Linked DNA regions of Sus scrofa: region 2 is linked to region 1. A link is a contact called in public HiChIP or PLAC-seq data. All regions are on one chromosome and are shown on one strand. Each heading gives the region's core, a stretch centred on a gene start, on an enhancer-like site or on the middle of the called end of the contact. The rest is flanking DNA. Distances are from core to core; before and after follow the strand shown.

Region 1 (7,517 bases), core at 3,492-5,991:
CCTGGGCCATTCTTTCTTCTCCCAGATGAGCCTACCGAAGCCAGGGTCCTCAGGTCCTTGTCTGGTTCGGATTCTGGGAGGCAGCTCTGGCTCTGAAGGCTCCTGACAGTATCTACAAGCTGGTCCACCAGCTCTGCCAGCTCCCGGCCAACTTCTGTGATGCTCTTCTGCGCCGCCACCTTTAAAAGAGCAAAGCAGAATAGATGCAAACTATTGCCTTTGGTGTGGATAAGCAATGAGATCCTGCTGTATAGCCCAGGGAACTATATCTAGTCCCTTATGATGAAGCATGATGGAAGATGATGTAAGAAAAAAGAATGTATACATATGTGTGACTGGGTCACTTTGCAGTACAGGAGAAATTGACAGAACACTGTAAACCAAATCTAATGGAAAAAATAAAAATCCTTAAACATAGAACAAAGCAGAACACAAAGCTGGACTCAGGAACCAACTATAGATGGAGGGAGCTACAACACTGGATAAAGGAAGCAGACAAAGAAGTAACAAAAATGGGGAGTGGGGTGGGAGTGAGGCATGAGGGGAAGCCTAGGGGTCCTTTTGAACAGGAGGAGACAGAGAGGAACCACTGCGAGAGCCCAGCGACTCGGCAGCACGTGTGGCAGGTCATCAGGTGAGTGGGTTTCAGCATCTGGTTAAAGTTTAAGCTCCGCCCTCACCTCTGACTCATCCCGTGTCTTCATCGTGCCTTTCAGAACTGAACGCCACCATCCCTCCTTCTCTTCGACAGTGAGAAGGATCTATGGGGAAGGATCTTGGAGCCTTTAAAGTGAAGTACAGCTGCAAGCTCTTCGTGTTTGTTTATTGCCATCCTTCACATTTAAAGAGACGTTCAGATGGGAACGCTCAGCGACACCCATTCAAGAGCTTAATCTGCTCAGCTGCCTGGGGGGAGTGGGAGGACGTTTCGTGGCCAACATAGTCTGGCAACAAGCTCAGGACCTGGTGACAGTCATCAGAGGCAGGCAGGGCCCAAGAATTTGTATTACCTCCAAAGGGGGTCTGATGTAGAGCCACCCAACTCTAAATAAACCGGAGTTTTGATAACTTTGGGAGGACATTTTTTAAATTATGCTGGAACCTGGAAAACTGGAACCAGAACCTTTTTCATCTCTAAGAAGCACCAATGTCCCTCAAAATGGCATGTGTTTTGGAAGCCACATGCATACTATTTTATAGAGGGAGGTGGCTAACTACCAGTAATGAGGTTTGCTGTTAAATGTCCACGTCTCCTAAATATTCAGGCAGTTGGAACTCAGGAGTGGAGCCCTTATCTAGGTACACGAGCAAATTAAAATTTAAAAAAAAAAAAAAGTGTGTTGCTTTCTCTATCCGTAAAAGAAAGGGCACACTCATTGAGGTGAATTTAGAAAATGCAGAGAATGTGAAAGAATAAATTTTGTTTGTCTGTTTGTTTTGCTTTTTAGGGCCGCACCCGTGGCATATGGAGGTTCCCAGGCTAGGTGTCCAATCAGAGCTACAGCTGCCAGCCTACCCCACAGCTCACAGCAATGCCAGATCCTTAACCCACTGAGCAAGGCCAGGGATTGAACCCACAACCTCATGGCTCCCAGTTGGATTCATTTCTGCTGTGCCACAATGGGAACTTCAGAAGAAATGTTTTAAATCATCCAATGTCCTACCATCCATAGACAATCATTTTAACTTAAAAGCCAATTGAAAGTATATTCAATCATTATAAACTACATTAGTAAGAATTTTAAGGACCTGAGGGACAATACTATATTTATAATCAAAAAGAAAAGAACAGTTTTATTCATAACTAAAAAATAAATAAAACAGAAGCAACCAACGTGTCTATCAAAAGGTGAATGAATAAGCTATGGTAAATCTATGCAATGGAATATTTTACAGCAATAAAAAGAAATGAGCGATCAAGCCCCAAACCTTAATTGTGATTAGTGAAAGAAGCCAACCTGCAAAAACTAGATCCTTTATGATTCCAATGATGACAGTCCGGAAAAGGCAAAACTAAAGAGATATCATAAAAAATCAGTGAACGCCAGGGGTTGGGGTGGAGGATACACAGAGCATAGGGGATTTTCAAGGCAGTACAACTGTGTGATACTATAATTGTAGATATATGACTCCATGCACTGAGTCAAACCCCATAGGCCTGTTCAATGAATGTACCAAACTAATGCAAAATATTAATAATAAGGGAAAATGTCAGGAGTATGAGGGGACTTTCTGCTCAATTTTCTGAAAATCTAGAACTGCCTCTTTTTTTTTTTTTTTTTTTTTTTTTTGCTTTTTAAGGCCATGGCATATGGAAGTTCCCAGGCTAGGAGTCAAACGGGAGCTACAGCTGCCAGCCTGCTCCACAGCCACAGCAACTTTCAGGGATCTGAACCACATCTACAACCAACACTACAGCTCATGCCAATGCTGGATCCTTAACCCACTGAGCAAGACCAGGGATTGAACATGCATCTTCTTGGATACTAGTCAGATTTGTTCCCACTGCGACACAACAGGAAATCCCTAGAACTGCTTTAAAAAATAAAGTCTAGGTGTTCCCGTCATGGCACAGCAGAAACGAATCTGACTAGGAACCACGAGGTTGTGGGTTCGATCCCTGGCCTTGCTCAGGGGGTTAAGGATCTGGCGTTGCCATGAGCTGTGGTGTAGGTCAAAGACTCGGCTCAGATCTGGCATTACTGTGGCTCTGGCGTAGGCTGGTGGCTACAGCTCCAATTCGACCCCTAGTCTGGGAACCTCCATATGCCGTGGGAGCGGCCCAAGAGATAGCAAAAAAAAAAAAAAGACAAATAAATAAATAAAATAACATCTATTAATTTTTGAAAAAGAGGAGTGGGCAGCTCTAAGCTCTTTTACCCTGACTCCCCACTAATCCCCACTCCTCCACCCCCCTACACACACACACACACACACACACACACACACTGCAAAACAAGCAGAAACTGTCAGAACCAACTCTGTTGGAACTCTGGAAAACACTTAACCAACAAAGAGCAATCTGGTAGGAGGAACGCTTTGCAGTGTTTTGACACGCCTTTGCCGTGCTCTGTCCCTAGTTCAATGAAAGTTCTCAGTGAAATCCCAGTCCTGGTTCTCAGAGCGGGAGAGTCTACTTTTATTTTATTCACACATCATTGTGTAGGTTTGTCCTAACCTGGCTGGGGACTACCTGAAGCAAGGACACAGGGTGCTCACCTTTGTTTTACTTAACTTGGAGCTGGGACAGAAAGGGGGCGGGCATTCCTCAAGTGCTGCAAGCTGAGCTAAACTTGGAGGTGTCTGGGACAAAAGACTTGACTGAAACAGACAACAGACCTAAGCCCTAGAAGCAAACAGGCCAGGAGCAAGCAGACCTTAGTCCCAGGAGCAAAAGTTAGGGAAAATTGGAATCCTCCCACTTTGATAATGGGAATGCCAATTGCTGTTGTTGCCTGGGATGCAGTTTGGCTGTTCGCCAATAAGTTAAACATAGAATTACCATACGACCTAGCAATTCCATTCCTACCCAAAAGAACTGAAAATAGGAACTGGGATACTTGTGCACCAATGTTCACTGCCACATCACCAACAATAACCTGAAGGTAAAAACAATCCGAATGTCCACTGATGCAGAGTGGATTTTTTAAAATGTGGTATAATTATACAAGGGAATTATTCTTCAGCCACAAAAAGGAACGAAGTTCAGATCTATGCTACGACGTAAATGAATCTTGAAAACATAACCGCACGTGAAAGAAGCCAAAGCCAGAAACAAAGGGACAAATACGGCACGATTCCACTTGTACCAAATACCTAGAGTAGGCAAATTCATAGACACAGATTGTAGATTAGAGGTTACCAGGGCCTGAAGGGAAAGAGAGTGAGAAGTTATTGCTTTATGGGGGCAGAGTTTCTGTTTGTGGTGATGTAAGTTTTGGAACTAGAAAGTGGTGGTAGTTGCAGAGTATTGTAAATATACTGCCACTGAACTGCACATTTTAAAATGGCTAAACGGCAAATTTTATGCTATGTGACATAAACATATTTTACCACAATAAAAAATTATCAGAGAGAGGGATAGGCTACAGAAAGAGGAAATAAGTGGAAATACGCCAGGGTGTATAGCACGTAGTTGATAGGATCTCAGATGCTGAATTTTTTTTCTCCTTCATATTTTTCTGAGCTTTCCAAAGAACGATTTCTACGTTTAGACTGAGAAAAGCAATGTGAGAGCAGAAAGGACCAGGAAGAGAGGAAGTGCGCAGGGAGAACCAGGAAGCAGGCGGCGCGGGCGGCCAGAAGGCAGAGGGCAGCAGCGGGTCCCCCTCCCTACCCGCAGCTGCGCGGTGTGGCACCGGGGCCCGGGCGCAGGGCGCGGGGCCGGGCCGGGCACTGGGGCCCTGTCCTTCAGCTCGTGTGCCGCCCGGCTGTATTTGTCCGCCAAGTCCTGCAGCATCGTGTTCTTCCGCAGCTGCAGCGGCTGCGCGCCGCCCTCGCGGCAGGTGGGGCAGGACCGGCGGCGCCCCGCCTCCCACAGGCCCACCAGACAGTCACGGCAGAAGCTGTGGCCGCAGGGCAGCGTGGTCGGCCAGGCCAGCAGCTCGTGACAGATAATGCAGCCCAGGTCGTCCTCGGCCAGCCACACGGGTATGGCCGGGCCGGCGTCCGGGCCCGCCATGGTCCCCAGGCCCCTTGTCCCCCGCGCCGGCGCGCGGAAGTCCGGGCCACGTAGGGGACCGCCAGCCGGTGGCTGCGTCTCCTCCGGCTCCTCCCTCGCTCCCCCTCTCCCCTCCTCCTTTGCAGCAGCTGGGATCCTCTCTTGCTTTCTTTCTCTGGTCCTGTTGCAAGCCTAGAGCTTCCAACGCGCAGCCCTCAGAGCAACCTCTGGCTTTAGGAAACCCGCTCTCTCCAAGCCGCTAGAAACGCGCTAAGGTCCTAAAGATTGTCTTTGCTAGAGTTTCCCCCCCGCCCCCCCATGAAATGCAACCCCGACAACTCTTGGGAGAAGAAAAAGGAGAGGATTCGCTTCAAGACGCTTTTCTGATAATTCGCCCACTAGGTGTCATCCAGCCACTCTAACAAATAGGATTAGAGACTACGAGGTGCCCAGAGCTGGAGCACAAACCTCCAAATGATTCTCACGCGCAGCCAAAGTTGAGTGACCCCTAGACATTGAAAATCGCTATTACAATACAGAATTGTGTTACTGTCTCCTTACTGCTCTCTGCTGGCTGAAAGCACATTATCCATACTGGCTTCAGGACAAAAATACTAGAATCTGGTTTATTGAGGTAGTGCACCTGGTCCTCCTTGGGCTTGCTGTCTTCCTCCTCTTCCTCCAATCCTAAGTGCATGTCCCCAAGAGACAAAGGAACTTACACGCTTACATAGAAATAACCGAAGGGCAGAGACTAGGCCTGTTTCTCCTTGGTCTGTTGAAATAAACTAAAAATGACACATTTTACTCTACCCCATATTGCCTGGTCTCAAAGTAGGTACCAGATGATACATATCTGTGTCTATTTTCAATTCTGGAAGTGACAGGAAGTCGCCCTTAGCACTGATAATCAAATTTTCCAGCTCTTCTCCCCACCCCACCCCCCTTTTCTTTTTAAGGTTGCACCTGCGGCATATGGAGGTTCCCAGGCTAGGGGTCCAATCGGAGCTGTAGCCACCGGCCTACGCCAGAGCCACAGCAATGCAGGATCTGCACTGCGTCTGCAACCTACACCACAGCTCACAGCCACGCCAGATCCTTAACCCACTGAGCAAGGCCAGGGATCGAACCCGCAAGCTCATGGTTCCTAGTCAGATTCGTTAACCACTGCGCCACCAAGGGAACTCCTTTTCTTTCTCTTTCTAACTTGGTAGGATTACACTTCTTTGACACTCTTTTGTTGTGTTTTTGTTTTTGTTGTCTTTTTAAGGGCCGCACCCATGGCATATGGAGGTTCCCAGGCTAGGAGTCAATAGCTTGCCAGCCTACGCCACAGCCATACTAGATCCTTAGCCCGCTGAGGACCAGGGATCGAACCTGTGTCTTCATGGATGCTAGTCGGATTTGTTTCCACTAAGCCTCGATGAGAATTCCATCTTTGACACTCTTGAAACACACAAAAGGAATACCCTAAACTTCCCATCTGCTTAAAAAGCTAGTAAGTCATTGCATCTCTTCCTGCTAGCTGTCCTAACTATGGAGATGAAGCTGTAATCTGGTGGCCCTGCCAGCCCACACTAGGACCTGCAGTAAAGGACAGAAATAAACCTGAGATATTGTTAAGGTTACTGAGATTTAGTGGGTGCTTGTTGCTGCAGCATAACCTAGCCTATCCTGACTGACTGATTACCTGGATTTTGTTCTAGAAACTCTTCATCTGCAGTAAACTCATAGCTTCTCTGTGCCTGTGTTTTCTGAAAAATAAACAATCATCCATTTTAACAAATAAAATTTCCTTTGATATAAGCCTCTTTCTAGCCACCCCTCCTTCTCTTCTCCATTACACATGCACATTTTTTGAAAGAGTGGGTTAATCAGTGGTCTTCAAACTACCCCCATTTTTAATGCCAAACTTTCTCACCAACAAAAATATGCATTAAATGAAGTCACAAATTATGATCTCAATGCCTTGATTTTTAAAAGGCTTCACTGGCACTGTTAAAAGAATGAAAAGCTAGGAGTTCCCGTTGTGGCTCAGTGGTTAACGAATCCGACTAGGAACCATGAGGTTACAGGTTCGATCCTGGCCTTGCTCAGTGGGTTAAGGATCCGGCATTGCCTTGAGCTGTGGTGTAGGTTGCCGACATGGCTTGGATCTCGCGTTGCTGTGGCTCTGGCATAGGCTGGCAGCTTAGAGCTCTGATTAAACCCCTAGCCTGGGAACCTCCATATGCCATGGGAGCGGCCCAAGAAATGGCAAAAAGACAAAAAGACAAAAAAAAAAAAAAAAAAAAAAAAAAAAAAAGGAGTTCCCGTCGTGTCGCAGTGGTTAACGAATCCGACTAGGAACCATGAGATTGCGGGTTCGGTCCCTGCCCTTGCTCAGTGGGTTCACGATCCGGCGTTGCCGTGAGCTGTGGTGTAGTTTGCAGACGCGGCTCGGATCCTGCGTTGCTGTGCCTCTGGCGTAGGCCGGTGGCTATAGCTCCAATTCAACCCCTAGCCTGGGAACCTCCATATGCCGCGGGAGCGGCCCAAGAAATAGCAACAACAACAACAACAACAAAGGACAAAAATACAAAAAAAAAAAAAAAAAAAGTTTAAAAAAAAAAAAAAGAATGAAAAGCTACAGATTAGAGGGAAATATTTGCAGATTTTTTATCTGTCAAAGTCTAGTATCCAGAATGCATATGAACCCTCAAAACTCAACACTAAAAAACAAAACAGGAGTTCCCGTCATGGCGCAGTGGAAATGAATCTGACTAGGAACCATGAGGTTGCAGGTTCGATCCCTGACCTTGCTCAGTGGGTTAAGGATCTGGCATTGCCATGAGCTGTGGTGTAGGTTGAAGACATG
Region 2 (7,517 bases), core at 2,937-5,436, 56 kb after region 1:
GGCTAGGGGTTGAATCGGAGCTATAGCCGCCAGCCTACGCCACAGCCACAGCAACACTGCATCCGAGCTGCATCTGCGACCTACACCACTGCTCACAGCCACACCAGATCCTTAACCCACTGAGTGAGGCCAGGGATTGAACCTGCATCCACCTGGATACTAGTTGGGTTCGTTATTGCTGAGCCACGATGGGAACTCCCCTTTGCCTTTTTTTTAACTTGACTTCGTCCTGTTTCCTTTTAAATCTCTGAACATTGCTTCTCCATCTTATGGGGAATCTGAATCCTCTCCTCATCCCCAATGCTGGTGCTCCCAGGGTCCTCTCCAGGACTCTTGAGCTTTCTTCTCGCTGCCCCTCCCCTTGGCCCAGCCCATGCCTTCTCACGGGATAAAGAGCCATCTGTTTATGGCATGGCACAGTCCTCTCCCTTTCACATCTAACCATCCACTAGACATCTCTGCCAATGTCCTGCAGGTTTAAAAGCAGATCAACTTTTTAAAAACCTTGAAATATGAGTTCCCACTGGGGCACAATGGGATTGGCAGCATCTCAGCTGCGGCTAGGAAACTCTGTATGTAGCCCCCTCAAAAAAACTTGAAATAAAGGTTTTATTTTTATTTATTTATTTTTTGTCTTTTTGCCATTTCTAGGGCCATCCTGCGGCATATGGAGGCTCCCAGGCTAGGGGCCGAATCGGAGCTGTAGCCACCGTCTACACCAGAGCCCAGCAACGCAGGATCTGAGCGCATCTGCAGCCTACACCACAGCTCACAGCCACGCCAGATCGTTAACCCACTTAGCAAGGCCAGGGATTGAACCCGCAACCTCATGGTTCCTAGTCGGATTCATTAACCACTGAGCCACGATGGGAACTCCAAAATACAAGTAATTTTAAAGAAAGGTTTTGTTTCACACGCACATCAATGTGTCCTGGGTCATGGTCAAAACACAGAAACTAGATAATGGGCTAGACATTGGAGTGGGAGGAGCCGGGGGCGTCTGCATCTGGGCCACAGAACAGGGAAGTGAGGAGCCGGTTTCTGGGGAAGGCGACGACTTTCATTTTGAACCCACTGACGCTGTGATTGACAGTAAGTCGTGCCTAGCGGTTGCCTCTTCCGACTTCCAGACTCCGGTCAAAGTAATTCTGAGTGACTGCTGTGAGGAATGAGGGCGTTTACCCTCAAGGTCAGTAATAATTAGCTCCAAAGAGGTAACAGGGGAAGTAACATGCCTAGTTCTCTGCATCCAGTTTCTATGGAGAAATCCTCTAAGCGGGATTTCTTAAGCAGTGTGAAGCCGGTACCATTATCTCCATTTCACAAGGGAGGAAGCTGAGGTTGAGAGAGGATGAGAAACTGTCTTAAGGCGGTGCGGGTAGCAAGTCATTTATTTGCTGCACATTACCCGTGAACCACGTCGTCTCTGAAAGCATCGATCACCAGGGTTTTTCGAGGGCTGCTGTTACAAAGCACCACAAATTGGGTGGCTGAAAACATAGAAGTTTATCCTCTTGAGGAAGAATAATAAGTAACTCAGGTAGTCAGTGTAGGAGCGTGGGCTCCGATGCATTCTTTGATCTGGCCATTGATTAGCATTTGTGGTGTAAGAGCTCCAGGGAGTAACAACTCCACAGGCCCTGTTGACTACAGGGAGTGTACCTACGCCCAGATGGACTTTAATCCCTAATCCCCTGAGACCCAGTCTATGGGAAGAAAAGGGCAAAGAAACTATGAGACTTACAGGACGTTTCCACCCCTAAGACCCTACTGATAAGGACTGATAGAAGTAATTAAACAAGGCCAATGGGAGAAAACCACATCTTTCTGGATCCCATGTTGGTACCCCGCCCCCATCTTTAAGGAATAAGAACCCTTATAGGACAATAGAGAAAGGGGGCTCTTCTCCCCCCTCCTGCAGCCCTGGGAGCTATTTGCTTTCCTTTAATAAAGGTTTGCTTGCTTGCTGCATGTGTGTTCGAGGAGCTCATTCTTCGACGGCCGCGAACGAGAACCTGGATTCCGGTATCACTCTCACAGTGAGGAGGCTAGAAGCCTGAAATCAAGGTGCAAGCAGGCTTGGTTCATTCTGCAGGGAAATCTATTCCATGGCTGTCTCCCAGGTTGCGGTGTGTGTGACCTGCTGGTGATCCTGGGCCTTGACTTGAGACGCATTATTCCATTCTCGGCCTCCATTTTCACATGCATTCACAGGGTTGTCTTCTTATAAGGACACCAGTCATACTGAGTTAGCTGCCCTCCACCCACTGTAGTGTAATTTTATTTATTTATTTATTTATTTGCTTTTGAGGGCCATGTCTGCAGCATATGGAGGTTCCCAGGCTAGGGGTCGAATCGGAGCTGTAGCCTCCGGCCTACGGCACAGCCACAGCAACATGGGATCCAAGCTGCATCTGCAACCTACACCACAGCTCAGCGCAACGCTGGATCCTTAACCCACTGAGTGAGGTCAGGGATGGAACCCACATTCTCATGGATATTAGCCTGGTTCTTAACCTGCTAAGCCACAAAATGAACTCCGTGTAACCTCATCTTAATTTTAACTCAGTTTGCAATGACCCTCTTTCCAAATAGGTCACATTCTGTTGTACTGAGAGTAAGACTTTAACTATCTCTTTTGAGGGATAACCTTCAACTCATTAACACCTGATTAAGCAGAATAAGCCCTGGAGTTTAGAAATATTTAGTGTCCTCAAAGACACTGCTGCCTCATAAAAAGGCAAACCCACTACCTTTCCCTCCAAAATCCACCTCCCTCCTTGCTTCCCTGTTTTTCAAAAAATTAGCTAAAATCACTCCACCTTTCACGAAAGAGCCCAGGGTCGGCAACAGAGACATCAGTGGGTTTAACGGACAAGGTGTCTTACACATCTGAAGCATAAGGTTCTGGAACAGCACCCCACCAAGGAGGGCAGGACATGGCAGCAGTCTTCACTGGGTGTGTGGCAGGGACAAGTTACCACTTACAAAAGAAAATAACTTCAGGTGGCTCAGAGGTTACCAGAGAAACCAGCAGAGGAGCTCGCCTTGCCCCTCACTGCCCTTATCTATAGATTAAAACAATCACTAGCTGAGGAAGGGGAAAAGTATGCAGGCACTTACTTTTACTGATTAGGCTCTATGATTAGGAGGAAGGTCGGCCACTTGAGCAGGGTGTCGGCAAGCAGAGACTGGTAGAGCAGCACACCTACAGACAGTAAGAGAATAGCCATCTTGGAGTTCCCTTGTAGAGCAGCAGGTTAAGGATGCAGCGGCTGGAGCTGCTGCTATGACTCAGGTCGATCCCTGGCCCACAAACTTCTGGGTGCATCCCACCCCTACCCCACCACAGAACAACAAGAAAGAGAACAGCCATCTTGTGCAGCCTGATCATAGAACTTCCCAGGTTTAATTCCTTACGGTTGCCTGTCCCTTGAGCAGATACGACAGCTTCCAGATTCGTCTCTTTGCTGCCAGGCTGTTTGCCTCCAGGCTCTTCATCTTAATCCAGCCTCACACTTTGACGTGGTAAGGCTGCCACGTGTTTTTGAGAAACACATCTCAAGTCAGACTCTACAAAGTCCCCTGACTTCCAGTTACGTGGTGGAACTATTCAGCTACTCCATTCTGCATTTGGGGCCCAACCAAATTTGGTGCTGGCCTCATCTCCCTCCATCCCTTCCAAATAGGATACTTCTCTGACGGCCTGTCTTCAAGGCAGTTTCCTTAAGCTTCGGAAACTGGTATCTGTCCCAGTTTTTCCACTTGGGTGATATGGTTACGTATGCTCCTGCCTACACTCCCCTGCCAGACTCTCTTCCTCCCGCCCCAGGCAGGACCCCACTAGAAGCTCATCAATCTATATGCCTAGATGTACTCTCTAGGGAGTCTCCCCCAGGTAGCGATTTAGTCAAACACGGGCTAACCCCCCCCCCCCCCCGCCCGCCCCGTTCTCTTCCCAGAGATTCGGCACAGCTGCCCTTAGGGGCAGGTGGGGGCGAGACTGTTTCCCGGACTCAGTGGAATGGTGCCTACGGCGCACCGAGGGTCTGGGATTCCAGCACAGGCCCTGACGGCGTCTGCCAGGAGGCGCAGCGGAGCTGCAACCCACAGCCCACCCGGAAGTACCTCGGCCCGGGCGGAACGTCGCTTCTGCCGGAACCTTTCCGCTGAAAGGCCGGGCCCTTTTGGGCGAAGCACGCAGTAACCGGAAGTCAGTGGCGGAAGACGCGAGCGTGGGAACCTACTGCTGTAACGTGGAAGATGAACGTCCCTAGTCTCCTCTTGGCGGGAGGTAGGGTGCTTGGAATACTGGGTGAATTTCCCGTCTGTCCTTAGCCCCTGGTCTTGGAGCTTTTTGCCCTCCTTAGATTATGTGTCCAGGACTCACTGTTGGAATCCCTGCTGTGTTGACAGGGCTGTTCTTTTCGCCGATCCTCGGAGCGATTGTGGGGTAGGGGGTCCACGAGTGACTCCTCAGACAGGGCCAAGGGCAGAGGGGTCAGATTCTAAAGGCTGCTTGTTTTCTTCTGGCTGCCTTATTTTTCTGTGGCCATAATGTAAAACTTTACGTTAGTTTTACAAAGTTGCTTCTTATAAGGTTTTTCTTTGTGGAAATAGAGACATAGTAGAAATCTTAAAACGTGTTACAGAAGAAAATAAAAACCGTCTGTAAATTTAACAGCTAAAATATTTCTTATAAACCTATGAAATTCAGTTTCATTTGGTTCCACTGGATGAGAAACTAGTGAAGATAAATATTGTTAAAAAGATTTCTTGAAGGTTAAAATTTCAAAAAATGTTAAACAGTTGAAGTCATTGCTTTATTTTATTTTGCTTTTTAGGGCGGCACCCACGTCATATGTAAGTTCCCAGGCTAGGGGTCCAATCGGAGCTACAGCTGCCGACCACAGTCACATGGGATCCCAGCCTTGTCTGCGACCTACACCACAGCTCAAGGCAAAGCTGGATCCTTAACTCATTGAGCCGGGCCAGCGATTCAACCCGCATCCTCATGGATACTAGCCTATTCGTTTGGTTGAGCCAGGAGGGGAACTTCCCGAATCATTGTTTTAAAAACATGCTTTTTTGAGCTCCCGCTGTGGCGCACAGGGATGGCCATGAGTGGTGGCCTCTTGGGAACCCTGGGAGGCGGGTTTAATCCCCAGGCCTGCACAGTGAGTTAAGGATCCGGCAGTTGCCGAAAATGTGGCTTAGATCTGTCCCTGGCCAGGAATATGCCGCAAGGTGGCCAAAAATGAAAGCTCTTAAAAATACCTACACAAGGAGTTCCTGTCATGGTGCAGTGGAAAAGAATCTGACTAGGAACGATGAGATTGTGGGTTCCATCCCTGGACTTGCTTGGTGGATTAAGGATCTGGCATTGCTGTGAACTGTGGTGTAGGTTGCAGAGGTGGCTTGGATCCTGTGTTGCTGTGGTTGTGGCTTAGGTGGGCAGCTGTAGCTCCGATTCAATCCCTAGCCCGGGAATCACTGTATGCCATGGGTGCGGCCCTAAAAAGACAAAACCCAAAAAAACAAATAAAACCCATAAATAAATACATTCTTCATGTGGACATAAGATTTCTAGGTAGTAAAACTTAGGTGTTATCCACAAAAATAGAATATATTTCTTGTGAATAAGATCTAATAGTTCCATTTTTTTTTTTTTTTGGCTGCACTATGGGCACGTGGAAGTTCTCTGGCCGGGTGTCCAACCCATGCCACAGCAGTGACAACCCAGGATCCTTAACCAGCTGCGTGCCACAAGGGATTTTCCATTAGTACTTTGTCCTTTTTTCTTTTTAGGGCTGTTCCCATGGCATATGGAAGTTCCCAGACCAGGAGTGGAATCAGCTGTAGCTGCCAGCCTACACCACAGCCACAGCAATGCCAGATCCTTAACCCACTGAGAGGGGCCAGGGATGGAACCTATGTCCTCATGGATACTAGTCGAGTTCATTACTACTGAGCCATAACAAGCCATAATGGGAATTCTCTCCATTAGTTTTTAAATTATGGGAAAGTCGGTGTCGCTTTGCAAAGGCTCTGGTTAGGCTACAACTTACTTAAAAGTAAGTAAGACGTCTCAACTTACATTTTGCTCAATTTTCCTTTTAGGGAGGTGGAGATGTTGTCCAGTTCCATTAGGGTCATTCTTTTTCCAGGCCCTACATAATTCTTGCTGTCGGAAAAAATCCACTGCACCAAAGAAAATTATTCCCTATGTCGATTTTTTTGATGAAAATACAAAGGAATCTGAAAAGGCACTTGACAAGCTCTTCTCTTCAGAACAGCAGGCTTCCATCTTGCACGTGTTGAACACAGCATCTAATAAAGAACTTGAAGCTTTCAGACTGCTTCGTGGAAGAAAATCCATCAATATTGTAGAGCACAGAGAAAAGTTTGGGCCATTTCAGAACTTGGAGAGTTTAATGCATGTGCCCTTGTTCCAGTATAAAACCACCGTTCAAGTTTGTAACTCCATTCTTAATCCACAGACTGGAGGGAAGAAAAAGTCACAGGAAAACCGGCTCTTGAGAAAGCTCATCAAACCAGAAATAGGAAGAGAGAGACTTCAGGTATACCCTTTTTCTGAATGTCTTATACTGCCTTAATATTTGAGAACCTGCTTTGCAAAACACGATTCTGGGCACTAAGACACGGTTCTTCAGGCAGACTATAGTTTAGTTGGTGGGCCCAGTGATAACACATGTAAACAGGTAATTTGTTATATGGTTATTCTCAAAGAATGAGATGCACAGGTAGCAAATGAGCAATTTAGAGGAGAGAATTGTGGGTTGTGACTTCAGGGGAACATTTACTAGAAGAACTCATCCTCGACCACGGAGAGAGAAGTAGGCTAGCAGGAAGAGGAAGGCATTCTAGAAAGAAAGAACAGTTAATGTAGAGAAATAGGTCTGTGCAGGACTTGTTGAAGAGGAATGTGGAGGAGATATCTGCCTGGTCTGAGGGCTATGTTGGGAGTAGTGAGAAATGAAGATTCGAAGATGAGTTGTAGGAGTTCCCATCGTGGCGCAGTGGTTAACGAATCCGACTAGGAACCGTGAGGTTGCAGGTTTGATCCCTGGCCTTGCTCAGTGGGTTAAGGATCCGGCATTGCCGTGAGCTGTGGTGTAGGCTGGTGGCTACAGCTCCGATTGGACCCCTAGCCTGGGAACCTTCATATGCTGCGGGAACGGCCCAAGAAATGGCAAAAAGACCAAAAAAAAAAAAAAAAAAAGATGAGTTGCAGCCAAGGAACAACTAGAACATTATAGCAGTCTTTATCAGGATTTAAAGTTATTTTCTGTCTCCCCATCGCTCTTTTAAAAAGCATTCTAAAAGCAAGCCTTTTTCAGTTTATCTTAAAAAGTAAATATTAAAATTACTTGGCATGGAGTTCCCGTTGTGACGCAGTGGTTAACGAATCCGACTAGGAACCATGAGGTTGCGGGTTCGATCCCTGGCCTTGCTCAGCGGGTTAAGGATCCGGCGTTGCCGTGAGCTGTGGTATA

What was found. HiChIP or PLAC-seq counts read pairs in DNA pulled down with a chosen protein or histone mark.
Region 2: a contact with region 1 is called in an H3K27ac HiChIP or PLAC-seq map of alveolar macrophages. The contact joins the promoter of TEFM here to the promoter of RNF135 in region 1. A contact is called at or near these places in 6 of 47 Hi-C or Micro-C datasets (alveolar macrophages, epiblast stem cells, heart right ventricle and 2 more) and 2 of 2 datasets of contacts at active chromatin or transcription factors (alveolar macrophages and skeletal muscle).

What each region holds. Positions count from the first base shown.
Region 1 is chr12:42,804,196-42,811,712 of Sscrofa11.1, forward strand. It overlaps RNF135 (E3 ubiquitin-protein ligase RNF135), which reads right to left and starts at 4,742. Exons shown (of 5, transcript XM_003131735.4): 1 at 4,337-4,742; 2 at 36-179. The coding sequence starts at 4,681.
Region 2 is chr12:42,860,396-42,867,912 of Sscrofa11.1, forward strand. It overlaps TEFM (transcription elongation factor, mitochondrial), which reads left to right and starts at 4,187. Exons shown (of 5, transcript XM_005669064.3): 1 at 4,187-4,294; 2 at 6,121-6,581. The coding sequence starts at 4,264. It also overlaps a transcript of ADAP2 not described here.